2 separate regions of the Mus musculus genome follow, and region 1 is linked to region 2. A link is a contact called in public HiChIP or PLAC-seq data. All regions are on one chromosome and are shown on one strand. The core of a region is the stretch at or near the end of the contact, and the rest is flanking DNA. Distances in the headings are between cores, read along the strand shown.

The links. HiChIP or PLAC-seq counts read pairs in DNA pulled down with a chosen protein or histone mark.
Region 1: an H3K27ac HiChIP or PLAC-seq map of extraembryonic endoderm stem cells shows a contact between it and region 2. The contact joins two enhancer-like sites. A contact is called at or near these places in 1 of 115 datasets of contacts at active chromatin or transcription factors (extraembryonic endoderm stem cells) and 3 of 9 other capture datasets (adipose tissue, liver and pancreatic islet).

What each region holds. Positions count from the first base shown.
Region 1 is chr12:102,417,113-102,423,221 of GRCm38.p6, forward strand. All of the region lies in intron 2 of Lgmn (legumain), which reads right to left. Among named protein-coding and RNA genes, the nearest start is that of Lgmn, 20 kb to the right of the region's middle. Within about 2 kb of position 3,674, at least 80 of the 459 cell types and tissues checked have an H3K27ac peak or open chromatin away from gene starts, as enhancers often do. A contact at or near this core is called in extraembryonic endoderm stem cells, where this site is marked.
Region 2 is chr12:102,326,519-102,332,673 of GRCm38.p6, forward strand. The region is part of intron 3 of Rin3 (Ras and Rab interactor 3); the gene reads left to right. Among named protein-coding and RNA genes, the nearest start is that of Rin3, 47 kb to the left of the region's middle. Within about 2 kb of position 1,758, at least 30 of the 459 cell types and tissues checked have an H3K27ac peak or open chromatin away from gene starts, as enhancers often do. A contact at or near this core is called in extraembryonic endoderm stem cells, where this site is marked.

The sequences.
Region 1 (6,109 bases), core at 2,424-4,923, 93 kb after region 2:
GCCTAAGTGGAGACTGTCTAAAGGACAGACTGTCCAGCCCACACTGGCTGCTGCTTCCACATCCTGCTATTCCGCCTCCCTGACTCCCTGCAGCCTAGCTCCTGTCCCCATCCGCCTCCATTTTGCCTTCCTGGACTCCAAATATACAAATATTTATTACCTAGCTCTTCCTGGAAAAGTTTGCTGACTGGCCTGGAGGCACACAGCAATGGTGGTGCCCTGTGTGTGAGAATGGGGACAGAGTAAGCAGGAGTTCCCAGGGTTGGGTTGCCCCGCCCCGATTAATATATAGGAGCCAACTCAACTTTTCTATCAGAAAACTGTTATTAGTCCAGCATGGTGGTACACACCTTTAATCCCAGCCCTGGGAAGCAGAGGCAAGTGGATCTATGAGTTTGAGACTAGCCTGGTCTACAGTGAGTTCCAGGACAGCCAGAGCTATGTAAAGAGACCCTGTATCTACCAACATGCGTACATACACACACCAAAAATATCTGTGTATTACACAGTCTCACTATGTAACTCCAACTAGCCTGGAAATCACTATGTAGACTAGGCTAGCCTCAAACTCATAGAGATCCACCTGCCTCTGCCTCTCGAGCAATGGGATTAAAGGAGTGCATTAGCACACCGGCCTCCATCAAATTTCAGTTGCCTGGTTCAGTCAACATGAAGAAAACGAGGCTTTGTAAACTTGTCCTATCACGGCTCATGCTCTCCCCACCATGCCCATCCCAGTCTCTCTGAACCATGTGACACTTGCGTAATCTGCTGGGAGCTTCTCTGAGTCAGACCGAGAGAGTCCTCCCCTCTCCAGGAACTGATGCTAACCTAAGCATGTGATGCCAAGGCCCCCACTGACTCCCAGGAAAAGGCTCACACCTGAGAGACTGGCAAATAAATAGCTAGCACACATGATCTCTCTCTCTCTCTCCTCTACAGAATTTTTGTCTGGATGTGACACCTGTGAAGGGCCCAGAGTAATTCCTGGCATCTGTCTGCGGCCCCCATGGAACTGCAAGCCCTTAAGCCTTACATTCTTTTTCAGTTGTCCTAAAACCTCGCGGTCTGCATGGGCCCCATAAAGGTTGAGATAGGACTGGGTCCAGTGTGGCCTTGGTAGAGACAGAATAACATGGTTCCTGCTATTGGAATAGCTTGGACCTCCACGAGAGAGGGCTTGTTTGTATAATATTTGTTATTTTCACGGTCCTCGGAGGAATGTCCTCCCGGTTAACATTAATGACTCCATGCTAATCAGAGACATCATGAGTCTGGGAGGCAAAGGTGTGGCTAATGTCTCAGCCAAATGGTAACCGCTGGGACCTTCAGGACAGCGCTTAAGGCTGTGGAAAAGGAACATTAAGTTCCAAAATATATAACTTCTGAACTATGCAAAAACGTAAGGATGCAATATGAACTGTATAAGGAGCTTCACAGATCTAAAGGAGCAGAGGCAATTACACTATGAGCCAGCTTGCCAGAAAGATACAAAGACAGGCAGATACAAGGGCATGGAGATTCCAGAGTTCAACGTCAGCCTGGGTCAGAACAAATTTAGGTCCAAGCATGGTTAAAATGGTGATTCCCGGGCAGGGTCCCACCCAGCATCTTACTGTCTGTGCTTATGTTTGCTGTCTCTTCTTAAGAATCAAGAGGCTAGCAGGGCAGTGGTGGCGCACCCCTTTAATCCCAGCACTTGGGAGGCAGAGGCAGGTGGATTTCTGAGTTCAAGGCCAGCCTGGTCTACAGAGTGAGTTCCAGGACAGCCAGTGTGACACAGAGAAATCCTGTCTCAAAACAAACAAACAAACAATAAAAGAGCAAGAGGCTAGAGTCATAGAATGCTTATTCATGAGAGGGTCAAGAGGGAACCTGGAATAACTGAATTGATATGTAAATAAAATGTGGGCTTTGGTCTGCATGAGATGAGCCGGCAGAAACTGATGGGGGGGGGGGGGTTGGTTTTGGTTTTGGTTTTTTTGCCAGAGCTGAGCTATCTGAAGATCTCTGGAGAGCAAACACAGCTCTCTTCAAGAATTTTTTTTTTTTCTAACAGGATTGCTGATTTTAGTCAAGAAAATCCATGAAGAGCAAACTCAGCTCTTTTAGAATTTTTTCTGACAGGATTTCTGAAATCCCAAGAATTACTAGAGAGCTGACACAGCTCTTGTAGAATGCTGTCTAGCACCTATCCAAAGAAGGCTTTCTGAAGAGCAACCCCAGCTCTTTATGATTTTTTTTTCTGGCTTTCTGACTTTGATTAGAAAGAATTACTTTTAGAATTTTTCTAACAGGATTTTTGACTTGATCAGAAGACCTATCAGCTATCCAGAGAGCTTTTAGAATTTTTACTAGCAGAGAGAAAGCTGTCTCAAGCAGAAACTTAGCTGTCTCAACCAGAGTTTTTTAGAATAGAAGAAAAAGCTATCTAGAGCAGATCTCTCTCTCTCTCTCTCTCTCTCTCACACACACACACACACAGAGAGAGAGAGAGAGAGACACACACACAGAGGGAGGGGGGTCTGAAAAGCTGTCTTGAGCAGACTACAAAGCCAAGAACTGTCTACAGAGAGCTATCTAGGCAGCCATCTGGAGCAGAACATAGGCCGCCAGCTTGGACACAGGATTTGACTTGAGTCTTTTGTTTTTGCCACTCTCAGACACCCAGACCAAGCTGAGGCTGGCCCCTGGCATTGAGCCTGTACCACCGTCCTGCTATTCACCACATCCTGGGCTGCAGAACTAACCCTCAGCATACAAACTCCTTTATTATCCCCTGCCCATGGATTTATGCTTCAAAGGAGACTGCTCGCACCCTTTCAAGGTCATTGTGTCATCTCCCTAGACTGACCAAGATCCTATCCATTAGAAGCGCCAGCCACCACCAACCCCCTCACAGTGAATAAAGTTGCTTTTAGTTTATTTCTGACTTTGGTGGTCCTTCCCTCGTTATTTGCATGCCCCGTGACCCTAAAAACCTGGAGCTGTGGTAATAACCATTTCGTAACAACCAGTACTTGTCTGGAGACAGGACCTCAAAACTGAAAACATGGGTTTGAGTCAAATGGCCTGAGTTTAACTGGCCATCCTAGGACTCTCCACACTTGCTATTTAAAACACTGAGGAGATGCCGGGCCTGGTGGCGCTCGCACAGCTTTAGTCTCAGCAGAGGCGGGAGGATATCTTGGGTTTGAGGCCTGCCAAATCTATCAGTCCTAAAGAACCTCATGCCCCTATAAATACATCCAGTTAAAACCTGCACAGGATCAAGGGAGAGTCCGTGAATGATTTAACCTCCAGGTAATGTTTAGCCACTGTATTTTCCTACGTTGGTTGTATAAAAACCAAGTGGCTGATGAGCCAGCATACTTGCTGCCTGTGGTCTCGGGGCTTAACTTATCTTTTCACTCAAAGGAAAAGCAATCAGTTATGATAACAGCTCTTAATCGGGCTAAATTTCCTTTCTGGACCAGCACACAGAGGCCACTCAAGATGAGTCAGAACTTCACCAAAGCCAACCCTTGATGATATGGAAGCCAAGCACCCCGACACTCACAGGGACACAGCTCCATTTGTGCCAACCTCCCAACAGCTGGTCACTGGCTGTTCAGCAGCCAAACAACATGCATCGTGGATAATCTAAACTGACACACCCTGGGATCATGTACATACTAAAAAGGATATAGGGGCCAGCAAGGTGGCTCTACTGATAAAGGTACTTGCTGCCAAGTCTGACAACCTGAGATTGACCCCTGAGACCCACATGGCAGATTGAGAGAATCAACACCTGCCAAGTTTATCATCTGACCTCAACACACGTGTCGTAATAGGCTTGTACCCACACACATACACACATTCATGCATACATAAATAAATGTAATGAAACTTTTTGTTAAAGGATACAGGCTATCTCAGTGGTAATTTCGATATTAATTACATGATGAATTGATATTCATTTGGACTTCTGGTTTAAACAAGATGTCAAAATTAATTTCCTAAATATTTTTCTGTGTTTATACATTTGTGATTAGGTATGTGTTTATACTGTAGATAAGTGTGTATGTGTGCTTACATTGTGTATAGGGATGTGTATGTGTTTATGTTGTGTGTAAGTGTGTGTTTATATTGTATATAAGGGTGTGTGTGTTTATTTTGTGTATAAGGGTGTGTATTATTGTTTGTAAATGTGTGTGTGTTTATATTGTGTATAGGTGCATGTATGTGTTTATATTGTGTATAGGTGTGTGTGTGTGTGTGTGTGTGTGAATGTGGAGGCAAAAGAACAATCTGGGGTGTCTGCTCCTTGGGTGCTGTGGAGGTTTACATGAGAATGGCCCCCATCCGTCTCGTATATTTGCAAGCCTGGTTCCCAGTTGGTGACCTAATTGGACAGATTAGGGGATATGGCCTACTTGGAATATGTGTGTCACTAGGGGTGGGCTTCCAGGTTTCAAAAGCCCACACCAGGCCCAGCAACTCTCTACCTGCTGCATCCAGACCACGCTGCCTGACACAATAAAGAACTAACCCTCTGAAATTATACCCAGAAAATATACATAAGAAGTCCCCAATTAAATGCTTTCTTTTATAAGAGTTGCTTTGATCGTGTCTCTTCACAGCAACAGAACAGTGGCTAAGACAGGTGCTAGCCACTTTATTCTTGTTTGTGTATATGTATGTCTGCATGTGTGCATGCAGTTTCCCAAGTCCCGAGTGGGCATCAGGTCCCCTGGAGCTGGAGTTAGAGGAGGCTATGAGCTGCTTGATATGGAAGCTGAGACCCAAACCCAGGTCCTCCAAAAGAATAGCAAGTGCTGTTAACCACTGGCCTCCCTCCTTCTCCAGCCTGGCCCCCAATACTCCACCTTCGAGATGGTCTCTTACTGGCCTGGAGCTTATCAGGTAGACTAGGCTGGCTGGCCAGGGAGTCCAGGGAGCCAGCTATTTCCACCTCCATATACAGAACTGGGATTCCAGCAGACAGCATTGTTCCTTGGTGTTTTCCTAGGAGTTGACCTCAGGTCCTCGTGCGCAGCGGGCATTTAACTGAACAGACTCTCTCTCCGTGGCCCCTCCTACATATTTTAAGCTTTTTCAAATGTGGCTGCTAGAAACGTTTCCATGACTCACGCTGCTCTTACTGGATTAGGTGGCTCTCAAGCCAGCTGGCTGGGTCTGGATCCTACCCCACCCCCTCCTTGTGCTGCTTACAGCTCCACCACACTGGGCAAACTGCTGGCCTCCCCAGACCTCCATCCAAGTGCTGGTAGATAAAGAGAGGTAAGAACAGGTCCAGCTCCACACTGCCCAGTGGTAAGGAGTAAAGGCTCTCAATGCTCTAAGGAGAGCCTGCAATATGATCCTGTGATAATCTAGGTACCTGGCATGAAAAATCAACCTTTTAGCTAGCTCTGTTCCATAGACCAGGCTGGCATCAAACTCAGAGATCTGCCTGACTCTGCCTCCAAGTGCTGGGACTAAAAGTGTGTGCCACCATGCACGGCTAAATCAACTTTTTAAATGACAGTGTTACCATTCACATGGATGTCAGCCTTTTAAATACAGTGCTCCGCAAAACCACGACCACTTTCTAATTCTAGAACATTCTCACTACCCACAACAGGATCTAATTCCACGAGCAGTCAACTCCTCTGACTCTCCTCTGCCCAGCCCCCACTTCCCTGTAGACTTTCCTAATCTGAAGTGCCATTTAGTGGATTATTAACTGTTTGGTCTTTGTGACTGGCTTCTTTTACTTAGCACGTGCTTACGGTTTGTCCATAATGAAGCACACGTAATTGCTCCATCCTTTCCGTGGCCAAATCATGCTCCTGAGGCTGATACCGGCAGGAGATTTTACAGAGGCATGTTTTCATTCCTTTTGGGGGCCACACCTTGGGGTGGGATCTTTGGATTGCAAGATTTGCTGTTCCAACTTCCACAGGACTGATGCTTCCCCAAGGCTACCCCCTTCCTCCCAGCAGGAGGCTGGACTGTCAACTATGCCCTTCTCTCTCACTTCCACAAGCTGATTTGCAGGAAACACCAGGAGGGAGGAGGTGGTGTAAAGGGACAGAGGCATGGAGGACAGAGGGGCCAGGAGTCC
Region 2 (6,155 bases), core at 508-3,007:
AAACTAACAGTCACTGTCCTATCTCTATCCCAGAGCCTTTGTTAGGGTCACATGGGCAAGCAATTCCAAAGGCAAAACTCCTGGGTGTTCATAGGGCTACCAGAACAGACCTGGGCTTGTGGGGAGCCTGTTTGGGGATCTTTAATCCAGGCTGGCCTCGAACTCATGGTCCTCCTACCTCAGCCTTTCCACTGCCACTGACAGGTATATACCACCATGCCTGGATTCCACAGTGGCTTTGTACTATTAAAGACGTCATGGAGTTTGGACCTCTTCTGACCTAGGCTCCCTTGTTTTGAACCAGCTTCTGACTCCTTTCAAAGGCCATGTGTTCACGGGTTAGATTTGGAAATCTAAGAAGCCTGTGACAAGAATCCATAGGCTATTCCAGGCATGAGCTCACACCCAGAGAAACAATTCCAGGGTGTTCCCTGAGGCTTATCACCCTAGGTCAACAGCAGAATGACAGTAAGTACTCTTGGATGCCTGCTTTTCAAGACACTGAGAACCTACATAGATGAATAAGAAGGAAGTCCTTGCCTTAGGGTGAGGGGGTTTTCAGTCAGGCTAGAGGGTGGCTATGCTAGAGCAGGGCTAACAGGCATCACTTGTTCTGTGGTATGACAGCTGTTACTGCCAGGGGGCACCTGTCAGGTGGGGCAGGTCCAGATCCTCCCTAAACTGGGAAGAATATCAAAGAATATCTACTGTGTGAGGGTATCTAAGAGGAGAAGGCTTTAGGGTTAGGCTCTGAATGTGTGAAGGTGCTTGTGTTTGTCCAATAAAAGGGTGATTTTCTACAAAAGGAAAGTAGGGCAGGTCCCCATCCTGCTGGGAGAAGGTCTTTCCAGTAACTCAAACCACATGAACAAAACGCCTGTGCCCCAAGCCAGGCAGTGGTATCAAATGCCTTTAATACTTGCACTCAGGAAGAAGAGGCAAGCAGATCTCTGAGTTCAAGGCCAGCCTGGTCCACAGAGTGAGTGCCAGGAGAGCCAGGGCTGCACCGAGAATGTATATCCCTAGGTAGTACAGGTGCTGCATCCTATGGCAAGAACACACAACGCCTGCCTCTTAGGATATCAAGTAAGATAAGGAGACAGAAGCGAAAAGGCTTTTACTGTCCTGGGGGATGTGCCAGGTGGAAATCAGCCAACTGCCTCAATACCAAGAAATGACTTAAAGCTGCAGGAAGCTAATTTCCAAGCACAGGCCAGCTATGCCTCCCTTAGGCCCCCTGCAGGCACCCCACTGTTCTGCTATCTTCAGCATGTGACCTCCATATTATACGGTTGGGTCCAAGGTAACTGTGTAGACTGGAAAAAAGAGTCTAGGCACCTCCTATACCCATATTTTGTTAGCTAGAACTCTGTCACATGACCAAACCTAACTGCAGGGGACACTGTGAAATATAGTGAACTATGTGCCCAGGGAAGCAGACCCACTGGATTTTTTAATATATAACTTGTTTTTATGTGTATTGGTGTTTTGCCTGCGTGTGAGGGTGTCAGAAGCCCTGGAACTGGAGTTACAGACAGGTATGAGCTGCTGTGTGGTTGCTGGGAATTGAACCCGGTTCCTCTGGAAGAGCAGCCAGTGCTCTCCACCACAAAGCCATCTCTCCAGCCCCAAGCAGAAGGATTTTAAGGAATTCTGGGAGTTGCCCCGCCCTCTAGTATGAGAGTACAGAGGTGGATCTGGAAAGGGCTGTGGAGTCAGGGTGGGGGTGGGGTTCTCAAAGAGGATGGGGAGTGTTTCGGTTTTTCCAAACCACTGAAGTACATTGTGTCCTTTGATGACTCAGAAAGGGTGGGGTTGTTTGGATTGTCTCTTGTTCCCCAAGAACCTGGGTCATTTTTCATATGGCCTGGAGAATGTGACCTTCACGGTGTCTCTGGGGCCACATGATGCTGGATGTGTTTTTGACCCCAAGAGAAGGTTGACCAGTAGGCACAAACTGCTGGGCTAGGATTTCGGGATCCCCCTGCCTCTTACTGAGAGTCATGACTTCAGGACTAGGCTGCCACATCTTAGTTTCCTCTGTACATTTAGGGACCCACATGCCTTGAGCGAGTGAGTTTTAGCTCTAGGATTGGAAACTGCTCAGATGGGGGCATGCCCAGGGCCGTGTGGAGAAAGTACAGGATCAAGGCAGGGTGCCTGAGGGTTTTAGAGGTGAGAGGCGAGACTGGAGCTGGCCCTGGAGCTGTCTGGAATTCTTCTCTGCTCCTTTGTCCTATGTGCCTTTTCTGCTGGCTGGCTGCTGCCTTTGGGGCATCACATCTAGGCCTCTGCACCTTAAAGACAACCCAGCCCTTGGAAACCAGGGCACGAGTTTGATTTCATGTCCCACTTCCAATTCAGAGCCTTATGAAGGCAAGTAAGTGTGAGATGGTGGTTAGCAGGGTTAAGACAGATTCAGTTCAGAAACATTGCAGCCATTGGGCTCTCACGTGCAGAACCGGCCCAGTCCCGACTCAGCTTGCACAGGTGGGAACTTATAGCAAGGTGGATGAAAGATCTAATGGGATGCTGGCTGAAGATGGACAGATTGTCCCTTCTTCTAGGGGATGGGAAACAAGAAAAGCCTGATTGGGTCTAAATGACGGTCGGACAGGTAGGGTGGAGGTTCCTGTCACACTTAGAGGGGTCGTTGCTAGAACAGGCAGTATATGAAGGGTGTCTGAGAAGGTCCAGGAGCTGTGAAAGTTTAGCTGAGTGAAGTTTTGTCAAGATGGATGGATGTGTATTACCAGAACTGTGAGCTGGGCTTGGCCACCTGTCCTCAATAGGCAAATGAAGCAGATGCGTAATGATGTAAGGATGAGAAAGGAGAGCTCCTCGCTGTGGGAAGACGAACAACTTGAGAGATCCAGCGACCATCCTCCACAAGTCCATCTTCGGGATGCTGAGATGGGGTTTAGGTTAAGTGGAGGGTACGAGGCATGCGTAACTAAGCCATCTTGACGGAGGCATGGCCCTCTGCCCAACATGTCACTGTCTGGACCCCAGTGTGTCCTGCAAGGTTGTCTGACAAGTTATCAGAAATCTGTGAACTCTCTTTCCAGGAAATAAATCCTCCTCTAGCTGGCTGCAGGGCCCCAGGCTTCTCCTCGTCCTAGCTGAGAATTCACTACTTCAATTGTGTGATAGCCCAGAGAAGGGACATGAGTGTCTCCTGAGGGGAAAAAAAAAAAATCTTCATTTCTGCCGAGATGGTCAAACCAGACTACTCAGAAATGGGAGCACTAACATCCCAGGTTCTTGGTTTTCTCCCAGGCCACATGGTAGAATTCCATGCATTTTCAGGCTTCAAGTTCAGCATTCAGCATTCAGCCTTGCCTTGAAGATAGTCAAAATGCAAACCGAAGCCATTTGTGTAAGCTGGTTCTTCAATCCTTATTCCAACACGTTGGCCACAAACACAGAGGTGCCCACCGCTTGGGTATTTCATTTTGTTCTCTCTTTATATTACTCTGCTGCTCCTAAACCTCTTTCTTTTGAGGTCTGCTGCCAGAGCAAGGGCATTGGCTGGGCTGTTTCTCTGCCTCAACTGTCTCTAAGTTCCATGCTCCTCCCTCTTTTTGAATTCTGTGCCTTTGATGTCATAGCTTGGTTTCTCTCACCTCTGTCTCTTGCCACTTGTGTGACTGGGCAAAAACGCTTCATGTCTCCGGCCCCCCGGCCTCCCTGCCTGTGAGGTAGGGATAGTGATGGTGCCTTTCCTCAGAGAGTCCTGGAAGGACTTAGTTATCCAGATCATGTAGGGTGATCGTGAGGCTCTGTGGCCAAGCTAACTTCAGTGGGGTGCCCTCAAGGGGAAGTGGGCAATGGAAGGGCCCAGGCCTAGAACTGGAGCTTTCTGGGTTTCCCCATGCAAAGTCGAGGGAGGAAACCAGGGGGTGTCCCAAAAGTGAGTCTTGCTTTGACCACAGCTGTGCTCTGAGGCACTTTAAATCCCCTCCCTAGTTTCTTTTTTTTTTTTTCTTTTATGTTTTTTCCAGACAGCATTTCTCTGTGTTCCCCTGGCCATCCTGGAACTCACATTGTAGACCAGGCTGTCCTTGAACCCGGACATCTGCCTGCCTCTGCTTCCTGAATGCTGGTATTAAAGGTGTGCACCACCACTGCCCAGCTTCTTTCCCCGATTCCTTACAAAGATTCTTCTTTGAAAAATCCTGATTCTGTCAGCTAAGCCATGCTTGTAGTGGTAACAGGCTGCCCTACACCTTTAGTTGCTTACACACAAAGTAGCATGGATGTACTATAGAATACATCTGATTAAAACACTCAAAGACATAGTAACATGAGTATGTTTTCACTGGATCTTTCCACTGTTGCTGCAGAGCTCTACCCATCTGAAACATGAGAAAGTAGAGTTCCATAATGACTCTAGAAGGTTCCACTCAGAAATGCAGCCACCACTTCCCCTACAACTCATTGACCAAAACAGGCCACATGGCCAGACTGGAGCCCAGTAGGACAGGAAGAATCATCTCTCCTCATACAGTGGCAGCAGGAAGGGAAAGTGGCCCAGAGATTACAGGGGGATTTATAGCAGGGAAGGAGCCTGTTGAAGGAGCCAAATGAAGGATGAGTGAAGCTATGCCAATTTCTGGGAGGCAATGCTGCCCCTTGATGGCTGGTATGAACATCCTACCCTAGAGGACACTACAACAAAAGCATCCCTTATCCTAAATGCTTGAGACCAAAAGTGTTGCAGACTCTCCCTGGATTTTGAAATAGTTTGCACATGTGTAACATGGTCTTGGGGATGAGGCTTAAGCCTAACAAGGAAACTTGGTTATGTTGTATGCATACAGTATGCACATATCCTGGAAGATATTTCATATATATATATCAAGGCATCTGCCTTTTAACTTGTCAGTTGACATCAGATGTACTTTTCATTCATGGCATAATGTTGGTGGGCCAAAAAAATGTCTTGGAATTTGGAACATTTCAGATTTCAAATTTCCAGATAAAGACCGTTCAGCTGAACCTGGTTTTACTAATATGCACAGAAGTGGTGATAGACATATCCATGGGGTGGCAGTTTCCTAGTGGTTGCTGAATAAAGGAAGAAGAAGAAGAAGAAAAACTATTTGGGATTGTGTCTAGCAGAGCAGGCCTGAGGCAGTGGCATGACCAGGCCCATGCAGGAAGTGGGCTACGCAGTGCTCAAGGCCTAAGCCGCAGTCTGACCACTCCTACCCAGTGCCTCTGGCCCACTGACCCTGGCTTTAGAAGGGTCTGTGCACCAATTCTGAGTAAATCTTCACTCTCGGGGGTGTGGGTGGGTTTACATCAACTTGAACACATCAGCATCTGAGAACAGTCCATCTCCTGAGCAACTATGGCAAATTCTCATGCTGATTGGTATGGGGGATCATCACCTCTAGATGCAAAGGGGAGGGATCTTGGATGCGTCCTCCTGGGCAGTAGAGATCCATGTGGGCATGACCACGTGATAGGCATGGCCACGTGGCCAGAATGCCTTTGACTTACTTCTCTTACTCTTGAATATGACTTCTCTCCATACTCTTGGTACCGCCCAAAACCCTAGAATGCAGTCTGACCTGTTTTTGAATGGAGACAGCTCAAGTCAATGAACAGGTGTTATCCATAAAGGAAGAGTTGACATAGAGACTCCATATTTTAGCTGGAAGTGAGGCAGGGTTGATTGCTTTGTGGGAGGCCCTGCAGGCTTGTCCATGCAAACCCCTTCGTTTTCATTTTTCTTCTAGAACATGACTTTTGGAAAGAATGACTGTTGGTTCTAGGTTTTTATTCTTGTGAGATCAGGTAAGATGTCAGATGTCCTTGCACTATGGTTTCCTCATCTGTGAATTAAGGGTGTCTCCCCAGCACAGCTGAGGGCAGATCCTTGAAAGAAGGTATCAGCAGGGAAGCGCTCAGCATCTTCTTCTGGGAAGAAGTCACAGCCCTACTTGTAGCAAGTACTCAATGCACAGTGGCAGTTATAATTAGCAGCAAGTAGCTCACACCTCACAACCCCTCATTTCCTGTACTCTCTGTCCTGAGGACTGCTCTAAAAACATTGCTGCTTAGGGGCCACAGGATATTGGGCTAAACTAGCCACCATTCACTTCTTTCTGCCTTCATCATTCCAGCTTTGAGTTTCCAGACCTGGG